Regions from separate parts of the Mus musculus genome. Here region 1 is linked to region 2. A link is a contact called in public Hi-C data. All regions are on one chromosome and are shown on one strand. The core of a region is the stretch at or near the end of the contact, and the rest is flanking DNA. Distances in the headings are between cores, read along the strand shown.

Region 1 (6,750 bases), core at 4,121-6,620, 1.0 Mb after region 2:
GTTTTAATAGGGTTGTTTCTCTGGAATCTAACTCCTTCTTAGAAGGGGGAAGAAAATACCCATGGAAGGACTTACAAGGGCAAAGTGTGGAGCAGAGACTGAAGGAATGGCCATCTATAGACTGTCTCACCTGGGGATCCATCCCATATACAACCACCAAACCCAGGCACTATTATGGATGCCAACAATAGCTTGCTGACAGGAGCTGTCTTCTGTGAGGCTCTGCCACTGCCTGACAAATACAGAAGTGGATGGTTACAGGCATCCATTGGACAGAACACAGGGTCCCCAATGAAGAAGCTAAAGAAAGCCCCATAGGAGGAACAACAATATGAAGTAACCAGTAAACCCAGAGGTCCCTGGGACTAAATCACTAACCAAAGAAAACACATGGTGGAACCCATGGCTCTAGCTGCATATGTAGCAGAGAATGCCCTAGTTGATTATCAATAGGAGAAGAGGCCCTTGGTTCTGTGAAGGTTCTATGCCCCAGAATAGGGGAATGCCAGGGCCAGGAAGCATGAGTGGGTAGGTTGTTGAGCAGGGGAGGGGATAAGAGGTAGGGGGTTTTCAGAGGGAAAACCAGGAAAGGGGATAACATTTGGAACGTAAATAAAGAAAATATCTAATAAAAATTAAAAGGAAAAAAAAGAGAGAGAACAGTACTCATACTGTCTCGAGGTGAATGACAATTCAAGAGTTTCTGTGCAAACTAAAACATCCAAAATAATGATCTACAAGGACTCCGTGGATTTGAGCCTTTAATTTAGAGCTAAGCCATGTGACTTTCTGATAGGGCAAACTCTCAAATGTTCACGATTTCAGGGCACAAATGTACAAGTAAAGGATAGAACAAACAAGACAATGATAATCAGTCCCTTTGGTGTCTTAAGCAGAGTCCCTCAATCTTTGGACTGTCCTAAGAGGTCTTGCTTGACCTTAGGCAGGTTGTATTTTTCTCTGTGGAGAAAATGGTCGTGAGGACAAATGAGCTCTCTCGGTTTCTGACTCCTCCATTTTTGTTATTTACAGGGGAGACTAAGCTTGAGGACAAGCCTCCCCAGGCCTAAGACCTGCAACTAGACTCTGAATACAGTCCCAGCTCTCCCAGCGAAGCACTCATTCAGCAATGCTGTGCTTCTGCCTCTGGCTCTGATCAAGTCTAGACTAAAATGATCTTTCCAAAGTATTTTGTTGTCCAAGTTGGAAAACTCATTGACGTGAATCCTTTAAACACATATTTTATAAAATACAAAAGAAAGTATAATAATATATATATGCTTCTGAATTTAAGAAGAATGCATTTCTTTGTTCACTGACCCCTTTGATCATTCCAAACACTGCAATATAAGACATGGATAAAAACAAACTTCCACTAGCCTGACCATTGCCATCACACAGACTATAACTGTCTTCATGATTTCAAATCTTCCATAGGAATCAGATTCTCTGAGTTAAAAACCACTGTTTGGAGAGCTAATGGCCTTTACTACAATGTTCATGGGGTGCTTACCAGAACATACAATTACATTAAGAAAAATACAACTTTTTGATCTTCTCATTATCAGTCATTTCCAGAGGCCTTTAACCTCAACCAGCCTTATTTTTGCACATAAAAAGTTATAGTACAATAACAGATTACATGATTTTTAAAATACTTTTATATTCTGATAAGTTTATAGTAAGGTTAGGCAATAGTTTATGTCACAGATGGATAAGACATAAGGAATTACAACAGAATGTTTACTTGTCTTTCCAGATACCACCTCACCCCAGTCAGAAAGGCTAAGATCAAAGCTCATGTGACAGCAGATGCTGGTGAGGATGTGGAGAAAGAGGAACACTCCTCCATTGCTGGTGGGATTGCAAGCTGGTACAACCACTCTGGAAATCAGTCTGGTAGTTCCTTAGAAAATTGGACATAGTACTACCTGAGGACCCAGCTATACCACTCCTGGGCACATACCCAGAAGATGCTCCAACATGTAATAAGGACACATGCTCCACTATGTTCATAGCAGCCTTATTTGTAATAGCCAGAAGCTGGAAACAACCCAGATGTCCCTCAACAGAGGAATGGATACAGAAAATGTGGTACATTTACACAATGAAGTACTACTCAGCTATTAAAAAGATGAATTCATGAAATTCTCAGGCAAATAGATAGAAGTAGAAAATATCATCCTGAGTAAGGCAACCCAGTCACAAAAGAACACACATGGTATGCACTGATAAATGGATATTAGCCCAAAAGGTCCAAATAACCAAGATACAATTCACAGACCACATGAAGCTCAAGAAGAAAGACCAAAGTGTGGATACTTCAGTCTTTCTTAGAAGTGTGATCAAAATACCCATGGGAGGAGATACAGAGACAAAGTTTGGAACAGAAACTGGAGGAAAGGTCATCCAGTGACTGCCCCACCTGGGGATCTATCCCATAAACAGCCACCAAACCCAGACACTATTGTGGATGTCAACAAGTGCTTGCTGACAGGAGCCTGATATAGCTGTTTTCTGACAGATTCTGCCAGTGCCTGACAAATACAGAAGTGGATGCTCATAGCCATCTGTTTGACTGAGCACAGGGTCCCCAAAGGAGGAGCTAGAGATAGGACCCAAGGAGCTGAAAGGGTTTGCAGCCCCATAGGAAGAACAACAATATGAACTAATCAGTACCCTCAGAGCTCCCAGGGAATAAACCACCAACCAAACAAGTACACATGGAGGGACTCATGGCTCCAGCTGCATATGTAGCAGAGAATGGTCTTGTGGAACATCAATGATAGGAGAAGCCCTTGGTCCTGTGAAGGATTGATGCCCCAGTGTAGGGGAATGCCAGGACAGGGAAGCAGGAGTGGGCAGGTTAGAAGGTGGGGGGCAGAGGGAGAGATGGGGTAGGCGAGTTTTCTGAGGGGAAATGAGGAAAGGGGATAACATTTGAAATATAAATAAAGAAAATATCTAATATAAAATAAAGGAAAATACAACTTTTTGATCTTCTCATTATCAGTCATTTCCAGATACCTTTAAGCACACCCAGCCTATTCTTGCACATGATCTTCAAGTATAAGACACTGGTTTTCTTGTAGCCTATATAAATACATATTCTATATAGCTTATATAAATGAATATAGTCTATATAGGTATATGCTTTATGTACCCTATATATTATATTTAACCTATACATGACTATGAACCTATTATGAATAGCATATATAAATATGTGTAACATATGTAAGCAAACATATATATATATATACTATATACTATATATATATAATATACAGTATATATAGTACATACATTCATATATATATATATATATATATATATATATATATATATATATATATGAATGAATGGAAAATAACATTTGAAAACTAAGAAGCCACAGTGCAGTCAACTCCTCCATTCCTCCATTCTTTCCTGCTGCAAGCTACACTCTAGGAAAAAAAACCCTAGGATTTCTATGCTTTCATGTCATTCAATTCCTGTATTGTATCTTTTTTCTATTTCTGTTTTCAAATCAGCCAGTTCTTAACGTAATTTTCTCTCATTTTTACTGTACCTTGGCTGATAGGGGCTCCAACAATGCTCTGCATGTTTAGTCTGAAGTACCATATGGTCACTTCGAAACGATCCACTGTAACAAGTAACACAGCTACCTCAACAGCACAAGAGGTCTGTGTGGGCAGCAGGCTTTAGGAGGATTTCTTAAAATCATGCACTGAACCACTGTATCATAAATTCCCAGTTTTGCATTTCTGTAAATGCTCACCTCAATGTATTGATTTCTGTAATGGTAGAAAAGGAAAATGGTCCCCAAGTCTCAGTGACTCAGCATAGTATATTTTCTCCTGGGTAAGTATATGCTTAATTTCTTATTTTACAGATATTTAAGAATACATACATGCACACATATATACACACATCTATTTACATATGTGTATTCTAGCATATATCATATCATTATGTTTTTCTCTCTTGAATCTAAACAGCCTTCTTGCCTTCAGTTATCAGGTAATAGAAAATTATACATTGGCAATGTTCAAACAGCTGGCTGATAAGCAACCACATCTCTTCTGCCTCTTTTATTAGTCACACCTCTGTCAGTATGTTCCTCTTACTTCAAGGAGCTTGCAGATGTATTTATAATGTGCCAAAGAGGAAGAAAACATGAATCTTGGCAAACACTAACAGTTTCGGACACTAAGTCCAAAGCAAAATAGATTTAGAGGACTTCCCAAGGGATTCATTTTAGGCAAATAAACTGGTAGGAATCTGATGATTTTACTAGCAGATCTGAAAGCATGAATTTCTGTCTTCTATAAGAAGAAATGATGTATCAGGGAAATGAAATGATATAGAAAAATGTCATGACAAAATTAGAAAACTCAAGAAAAAAAGAAAACTATGTTATTTATTTCCTATAAATAAAGGAATTTAGAATATGCATGAGGTTTAGGTGTTCACAGGATAAACAAAAAGTGAAAATGTGAATTTGATGTGTAAAACATGTCCTTTTTATGGATCAATTTAAAGACTGTGAAATTCATTCCTCCCTTAAAATACCTAAATTTTATCCATCAGTACATGAATACCTGCATGAAAACAAGATGAAAAACACAATCAATTGTCCCCAAAAAATGTTTAACTGTGATCTATAAAGTTAAAATATCACAGAAGATTCAGTGACAACATGGGATAGACTCCAAAGGTTTTTGAGTTGTGACAATGCAAATGGACTCACATACCTGGACATGGGAAGCCTCCTGGGCAGAGGTGTAGTAGAAGCCAACACTGATATTTGGACACTGGATGTCTGACTACAGTTAAGAGAAGAATGGGGCTACGGTACCTGTACTGAGTACTGCCATTGCCAGCTGTCATTATATACTTCGGTGAATATTATTACCTCTAGGAAAGTTCACCAAACACACTTCCTCTCAGTGTTTTGTTTATCAATAATTACATGCTATTACCTGAACTTAGCAGATCGAGGACCATTGTGAAGAGTAAGCAATTTTTTTTCTCACCAATTACGTCTTTGTGTGAAAATGGAGCTAGTTACTGGGAGATAGTAATAGCATTGGATTAAAACTACTTTCATGAAAGCTTCACTCCATAGGGCTCCTTTCGTGGCTCAGATAATGCATCTAGGTTATTTAGGGTCTGAGGCTTATCAAAAGAGACAGAATGAATCGTGCTGGGTTGTGTGATATGATTTGGAGAAGAGAACTGACTGCCCTAAAATGAAAAAGACGAAGTAATTTTCCATAGGCTTTTGAATCCTAAGGTTTACCCTCCTGTTCCCCCTATCGTCCATCTAAAGATTAAAGAGTGAAACAATCAGCGGATTTTAAAGTGAAGGGGAAGGGAGGGTGGTCTGCACCTGGAAACCATTTTCTTGATTTGTGCTGGCTGTAGTCCTGGAGATAGAACAGCAAGAATTCCGCTCTGGGGTTTCTTTGAAATCTGGGGAGAATGATTTGTGTGAGGAGGGGGAATAGAGGAATCATGGGGGGGGGGGGAGCTCATTCCTTCTTGCCACATTGCTGTGCTGCAGAGGAAGAGTCTGGTCTGCCTTGGGATGGAGTTGAAAGGAAATCAACAAGGCAGCTTCAAGTATGCAAGAATTTGTTATGGACTTGCCAACTTTTCAAACATAACTGTCTGTGTTCAGAGGCTGCCAACACGAAGCACACATGGTTCAGTACTGCAGATCTTCCCAATAACTGTGCAAATCACAACATGTTTTTGTCTTCAGTGTGCTCAAAAGGTAACCGTGTGAGGTCCCTTTGTTTACATAGTCTGGAAATGCACAATGATAAAATTGCTTTAGAAAATTGAGGCATGAAACACTCATATTCCTAGTTATTTTCTATTTGTGCCAATTGGTGAGTTCCAAAGTATCGCTCACCCCAAAAGAAGACAAAAATGCAATAGAATAAACTATATTGTTAATTTCATGAACACTTGTATGCTTTTAAAAATAATATTTATTCTTTGAAATTTTTATATATGCACAATGTATTTTTATCTTACGTATTTTACACGCCTTCCCCTAACTCCTCGCAGATCTCCCACACACTCCCTGTTCATATCTTCATGTCTTCTTTTATTTTTTTTTAACCTGCCTTTTGTCCACTTTATGTGTTCCTTCTCCACTGTTATATTTTCCAACTACACAAAGAAGGCTGGAGGAGAAAGGAGGTATTAATATCCTTAGACTACTTCCTACTGATTAAGGGTATCAAGTTCCTTGGGGCACTTTTGATCTTCTTTGTTAGGATATCTCAACCAGGAACCAGCAACAACTAGCCAATAGCCAGCCAGGAGCCAGCCAGGAGCCAGCCAGGAGCCAGCCAGGAGCCAGCCAGGAGCCAGCCAGCAGCCAGTCAGCAGCCAGCCAGCAGCCAGCCAGCAGCCAGCCAGCAGGAACCACAGCAGGAGAAATTGCAGCAGCCATATCCTTCTCTAGGCCTCTTCATATATATATATATATATACTCTCAAGAGTTTCTAGACTTTCAAATATCATACACTTGGGAAAAACTATCTGCAGCTGGCAAAAATCATGGTCTTGATGAAACAAAAGGCAAATCATAGTCTGCTGCCTTGTATAATCTGAAGCAGCCCCGTATCTCACACCTTGAACAAAAACATATTCATATTCACATAACATTTCTATGTTTTTAAAGAAGCCAAATTTCTTGCAACCCACTGAGTCTATTTTGTTCTTCCTATA
Region 2 (6,736 bases), core at 1,855-4,354:
AAGCAGGGTAACAAACGTGCATGGTCCCAATCGGTTCACATCCTTAACTGAGTAAAAATTGTTATAGGCTAAATTTAATTTTGAGTCCCTCTGAAAGCTCAGAGAGAAGCCCTCTCCTTTCATGCGATGGTATCTGAAGATGAGATCTTCAGAAGACTAGGTTGAGAAGAGGCGTGGACTAAGGGTTAACATCCTTTCAAGTAAAGGAAGAAAGATTGCAGCTCCCCTTTGTTCTCTTCACTTGGGGAAATTACCAATAGAAAGTGGCCTGCTGCCCGCCACGAAGGAACTCATTCCTTGATTTGGACTCCCAGCCTCCAGACCTGGGAGAAGACAATCCCTGGGGTTTAAGGTGCCTGGTCTATAGGATTTGGCTATGGCTGGTGGAATTTTAATCTGCGGAGCTCCAGCATAAAAGATATTCTTGTTATACTTTCCTGCAGTGGAAATGGTTGTAAAGAGATTGCAGGTTTGCTTCAGCAGCAGATGGGACTTGAACTGGCCTCCCTTGAGTTCAAAGCCTGCTCTCCAACTTCCGTGTCGTTCAGTTGTTCTTCGTATGTATTCAAAACCGGGTCAGTTTTAAAGGAATTAAAATAATTACTGGAGAATACAATCTACGTTTATTGCTTTCAGAGGCCACATCTCCCTCTGTGGCCAATGATAACACTAGACTTTCTTGGGCAGCCACTTCCTGTAAACTGTCTTCAATGCTTTGGCCCTTTCAGTGCTTCAGGTTTGTGGGGACACGGCCTGCTGTGATCTTGCGCTCTAGCCTCTTAGTTCTTGGAACTATAAATGATTTAAGTCTTTACCCCAAAGATTGACACTCTTCTCGGTGCTGTTTAAAATTCTGTAGCTGTTGAATAAGCTAATAGACTAAAGAGCAAAGTTATCTAAGCGCCTGTTCAAGCTAAAATGGCATGCACATTATTCCTATTAAACCTTGGATCCAGCACTGAAGTTATGTTTCACATCCAGAGTTGCAATGTCTGAGGGTTATTTGTGCTTTGGAAAGGCATCACAGTAACAACTACAAGGTCAATTTTCAAATCCATTAATATAAGCCACAAATAAACCCGTTCAATGAATATACTCAAAGGACACAGATTTGTTTTGTTTTGTTTTGCTTTGTTTTTTTAAAGCCACACAACACTCATTCAGTGGGAGAACCTTCTGCGTCAGACTAATTACAATCACAAGGAGATAGGAAAAGCAAGCTTGTATTAATCAAGCCGGTTTTCCCTCTGCCATGGAGAACTGGCTGGCAGAGCAAAAGCAGAGAGATAGAGCTCCCTCGCAAGCCCACTGAGGAAACCCCGGATCCAGTGGAGAAAGGATGGTCTCCAAAGGCAGGTGGAGGCGAGGAGTGCAGTTAGAACATCTCGAGATAGTATGTGGCTCGTGGAAATGAGGAACAAAGAGAAATGTGGCAAAGTTTGTATTGTTAAAGCATTATAAAGAAGGTTTACTTAAGAGAAAAAAAAATGAAAAAGACAATGCCGCAGAGCCATGTTTTACCGACTTGCCTCATAAGGCTTATGAAGTCCTCTCCTACAAAGTCCCCTTCGTTCAGCATCGGATTATCCCTATAAATTAAATAGGCAAGAGCAGGAAGGACTCAATGTTGTCTCTGCATCTCTTAATTAGGGAGCGACAGAGCAGGTGTTGCGCGTGAGCTTCAGAACTACACGTCTGTTTCACACACACACACACACACACACACACACACACACACACACACACACACTTCAAAGGTTTTGTCCAGCACAGTAGTTACAAACAGGCAAGAAACAGAGACGATGGTTTGACGTTTAGAGATGGTTAACAGGAGGCAACCCCTCCCTGCTCCCCAGATCTGAGCTCTTCTGCTCTTCTTGAAGTATGCTTCAAGAGATGGGAAATGGTCACCAAAAAATGGAAAGAAAAAAAAAAATCACCATAGTTAGAAGAAAGATGTGCTGATCCTGAGTTTGATTTGTTCTGCAAACTTGGACAAATCTTTCAAAACTTCCTGAGCTTCCCACTAACAAGGCGAAAGTACCGAAACGGATATAGTGGCTTTAGTGATCAGTGTGGCCGGAGCCTGCTGTGGCATGTTCCGCTACTGAATGTGGCTGAAATTTAGGGTCCAGGAAGATGAGAAAGTTCACAGGAAGGAAAATGGGCAAGTGCTTGTGCATGATGCGCAGGGCCTCAAACATCTGGGAAAGGACTCGTGTGCAATGGTAAGGGCTCTGTGCATGATGCGCAGGGCTTCAAACATCTGGGAAAGGACTCGTGTGCAATGGTAAGGACTCTGGACTTCCAAATTCTTGCCAAAACAGCTAAGCTAGGAACCCAGGAGTAATTCCACTGGCCTTTGGCAGTGATCACTAGGCATGGTGAAAGACCCTCTATTGAGGGATGCCAGTGAGGAGCTTAAAGGAGTGCATCCAGCTAGGGATGGTGAGGGCATGCGGAAGGAGGAGGAGGCAAGAAACATGTAGCTCCGGGGTCAATCCAGGCATCTGGTATGCTCTTGGATGCAATTGCATCTTTCTCCAAAATGCTAGGATTATAGGCAGTTACCAGGTTTTTACATGATTCAGGTGAGGCTCAGGGTCCTCTCCTCTTGCCCGTCTTCCCAGGACTCCAACCACATAGCTTGCCCCTGCCTCCTGCCCTGTTTTAGGAAAAAAGTAAAATTGCACGAGCCACACAATTTGATGAGAAGTGGGGCATCCCTAGTGGAAATTTTAGGATAACATTGGAAAAAAGGTAGCCCAGAGTATGGAAAAGACATTACCCACTAGCTTGCAAATGGCTCACAAATGTGCTGTGGAGGACGAAGACTTTCAGAGAGTTAGAACTAACTGCAGGAACAGAAAGAAATAAGGCTGAAGAGAACAAAAATGAAACACACAAAAACAAAAACCCCGAGCCACTACAATCTTATTGAGCATTCAAGGCCCAGTTTTAATGGAGGCTAGAAGGCCAAATGAGTCCATTCCTGTTTAGAGGTGGAGATGATGTCCCTAGATTGCATTTTGGTTTTAGGATTGTATGACATCAACCATTTACAGCTCTCAGCGACACCCACTTCCACCTCTAGGTGGCAGCAACTCTCTTCTGTTCTGAACATGGTTTCCTCCGGCCTTTGTTTCTGTTCTCCATGGTAATTCCATACTTCCTTGTCTTTCACAAATAAATACCATGCAGGTTGGGGAAGATTACTGTAAATTACTTCCACCGAAGGACATCAGTCCACTCTTAAGTTAAGCTACAGGGCTTTGTAAACTTCACAAAATAATTCAGGTCTAAAAGTGAAAAATAACAGGAGTGAGTTTGCTTGTCTCTTGCATTCCCACATAAAGTAGTATTTTTCTTTACAGATGTTTAAGGAAATGATTAGAGGAATGGGCAAAACCTATGGAAATAAAGGGATTTTGCAAGAATATTAACATCACCCTATGGGTGAATAAAGTCATGGCTTTTTTTTTTTTTTCAGACTGTTAAGTAGATATTCTGATATATAAATGTTCTCCGTATTTTTGTAGCTCAGGAGAGCAGTTCCAGTGTCCACACAGTGACAAGGACACAGAGCACTGCTCTTCTGGGCAAACTGAAGCAAATTCTGCATCACTCCCTACAAGTTCCCTTTTCATCCAGCTGTGGCACAAACCCTTTCTAGAACATATATGTACTGATTGTATTGAACCACACCTTAAACCTCCCTATAGGCTCAGGATTCTACATTGTTTCGGAGACACCTGAAGCAAACTGTAGCCTCGTCAGGGTCTGTGATGAGTACTAGGCACGCCAACGAATCACCAGGGCGGTAGGAAGGAACCTTTTATAACGAAGACCAAATGGGATGGTTACTAAAGACCTAGGCTTATAAAGCGTTTTCCTTCAGGATGCCCCAGTGAGGAGTAGGATTTCCTAAGCACCTTGCTAAAACTGCAACAGTTTGGGCCTGACATTCTTCGATTGACGTGAGACAAATACAGTGATGCAGGAGTTCAAAGGCAGATGTACAACAGAACGCAAGCTTCTGGCCACACACTCTGGGCATCTCCCAGGAAGCTCTGCTGTCCTCTGCCCATTTTTAGTATCAACACAACGTGTGTTTTCCATATAGACAGGTTATTTTTGATTATGTGATTCAATGTCCGATGAGGATAGAGGGATGCGGTGGTTAGAATGAAACGTTGGGCACTCCGTGGGAAAGGCTCTGTGTGTTTTCTGCCTTAGCATCCTTGGGTTCTGGCTATTGAATAACAGGGTAGCACTCGAGAAAGTCACTTTCTCTAGCTACTGTTAAAAGTACATCTTGGTATCATCAGAAAGATGAGAAACTACAGCCTCCCAGGGAAATCATTCAAGGTTCCTAACTCTGACAGTTTCTTTCCCCCTTTGAACAGAAGAGAAAACTGAAGGTGGCCAGCCTGCGACGAGTGCTCTCCACGGCTTTGCCACTAAAGCCTCCTTGTCTTTCAGGAAACCACAACTCCGTTTCTTCCCTCTTCCTCTCCTTCTGAAATAGCCTTAGTCCTGTCAACACCCAGGCCCTTCCTCCTTAGCCCAGGGCTAGATACAGCCCAGTCTGAAGTCCATCATAAGGACCTGTCTTCCCTTACGCTGAGTGTGAGGGCCAGTGTTGGGCTGGGCTCCTCTGGGTCAGAGCTGCCTGCTAAGTCCTTCCGCTGCACCTGGCCTGTTGCTCTGAGTCAGGGGTTCTGCTTCTGCTTTATCTTCTTTTACACCCTATCCGCTTCTAGAGTCCCCATGTTCCTTGGTTTATGGCAGTCTGAGTCACTTAGTTGCCTTTACTTCTAACTGGAGACTCCCATCTGATAAAGGGCGCTTATTTAGGTGAATGGAAACTTAGAGACAACGGCTTCCCCCGAATATCCCGTGCATTCCAGCAGAATGGGCAGAGGATTCCAGCAGAATGGATAGAGAATTCTAGGAGAATGGACAAAGGATTCCAGGAGAATGGATAGAGGATTCCACAGAATGGATAGAGGATTCCAGGAGAATGGGCAGTGGGTTCCAGCAGAATGGATAGAGAATTCTAGGAGAATGGACAAAGGATTCCAGGAGAATGGATAGAGGATTCCAGGAGAATGGGCAGTGGATTCCAGCAGAGCAGGCAGCTAATTAGCTGTGAATATATATAGTGAGGACCAACGATACTGTGTTGTTGTAGATATTTTGATAAATACATCATCTATTGCCCTTTTTCAGATAGTAAAAGATACATATTATTAGGATGTTTTGCTATGCCAAGACATGTAATAGTTAGTTTTAGGTAAATAATCAAGAAACTTTATAAAGACCAGCGGTCAGATAAAACCGTCATTAATAATTTGAAAGTACTAAACGCTTGATTACTTGGCTGTCTTGTGTCCACAGAGACTCCTCTGTGCATGCGAAAACTGGGAGTGGGGGTAGATGTAGATCAGGACAAAATTATAGTCCATGGAACGTCCCTACTGGTAGGCCTTTTGGAGTTATTACTGCACGCACCGTTCCCAGCATCTTCATAGATATAGTGAGAGTTTTGATTGGCTTCCCATTGTAGTTGTTCTTCTCTCAAATACTTATATGGAACATAGCTCGTTCTCTTTCTCTCTGTCTGTCTGTCTGTCTGTCTGTCTGTCTGTCTCTGTCTGTCTGTCTCTCTCTTTCTCTCTCTCTCTCTCCCTCCCTCTCATTTGCAATGACCAAATTTATGGTAAAAGAGCAGGTATCTCAATCGTCTGTCATGGTGCACACCTGTAATACCAGGACTTGACCAGAGGAAGATATAGATTTCAGTGTAGCCTTAGCTACGTGAGATATATGCTAGCCTGGGCTACACAAGACCCCTCCTCACACCCCTAACCAAAAGAGCAGTCAATGGTACTGTTATATGGAACACATACATATTTTCATATTGGAACACACTATTTTCTGCAATGCATATATTAATAACTCCATTTGTTCAGATTTCATACAGTATCTTTTATTTTAAACTTTACTATCTGAGCAGGTTTCGAAGGGAAAGCAGCCTGACAGAGGATAAACATGTGATGTCATTTCAAATTCAGTAAGCAACAGGACTTGTAGGTAGCTTTTCTATGTGGAGTTTAAATACTCAATGCGGTATCAAATGTACCCCACAAATAACAATTATATGAAGAGTCAACAAACACTAGAACTAAGCAAATTATTTTAGAGCATAAATTAACGTCCTTGTTAGTGTGAGAATGATGTATTATCTTGATAGTCTGATACCTGTTAGTCCTATACCTTGACAGTCCTATACCTATGCTGGCTGCCGCAGTGAACAGAAGCCATGAACCAACAAGAACTATTGTCCTACGTGTCCGGACAGCAGGTCTGCAGTGTAATGTTTATATACCGTTCTGAGCTAAAGGCTAATGAAAGCAAAACATCACACTTGTAACAGAAAAAGCAAATTCTCAGACTTGGTGACCCCCCATGGCTCAACATGATCTTATAGCCCCAATTCTCATATAATTAAGAAAATAACTACAGAAAATAACCTAGCTTAATTCCTTTCCCACACCATTTTTATTGTGGTGAAAGAGATATTAGAGATATTCAGCTGACATCAGCAGGAACAGAACCAACTTGCTATTTTCATCATGGTTTCTTGCAGAAATTCTGGGTAATAAGAGAATTTAAGAAAATTAGATCAACGTTTTTTTTTTTTTTTAATAAAATCAATTTTGAAGATGAAACA

What was found. A called contact is a pair of places that touch in the nucleus more often than the background predicts.
Region 1: a Hi-C map of cranial neural crest shows a contact between it and region 2, with 3 times the contacts expected there. The contact joins two enhancer-like sites. A contact is called at or near these places in 8 of 484 Hi-C or Micro-C datasets (cardiomyocytes, cerebral cortex, cortical neurons and 3 more) and 1 of 115 datasets of contacts at active chromatin or transcription factors (stem cell-derived neural progenitor cells).

Annotation. Positions count from the first base shown.
Region 1 is chr14:100,945,336-100,952,085 of GRCm38.p6, forward strand. No RefSeq gene overlaps it. Among named protein-coding and RNA genes, the nearest start is that of Gm46481, 110 kb to the right of the region's middle. Within about 2 kb of position 5,371, at least 13 of the 459 cell types and tissues checked have an H3K27ac peak or open chromatin away from gene starts, as enhancers often do.
Region 2 is chr14:99,928,992-99,935,727 of GRCm38.p6, forward strand. The region is part of intron 5 of Klf12 (Kruppel-like factor 12); the gene reads right to left. Among named protein-coding and RNA genes, the nearest start is that of Gm22970, 160 kb to the left of the region's middle. Within about 2 kb of position 3,105, at least 32 of the 459 cell types and tissues checked have an H3K27ac peak or open chromatin away from gene starts, as enhancers often do.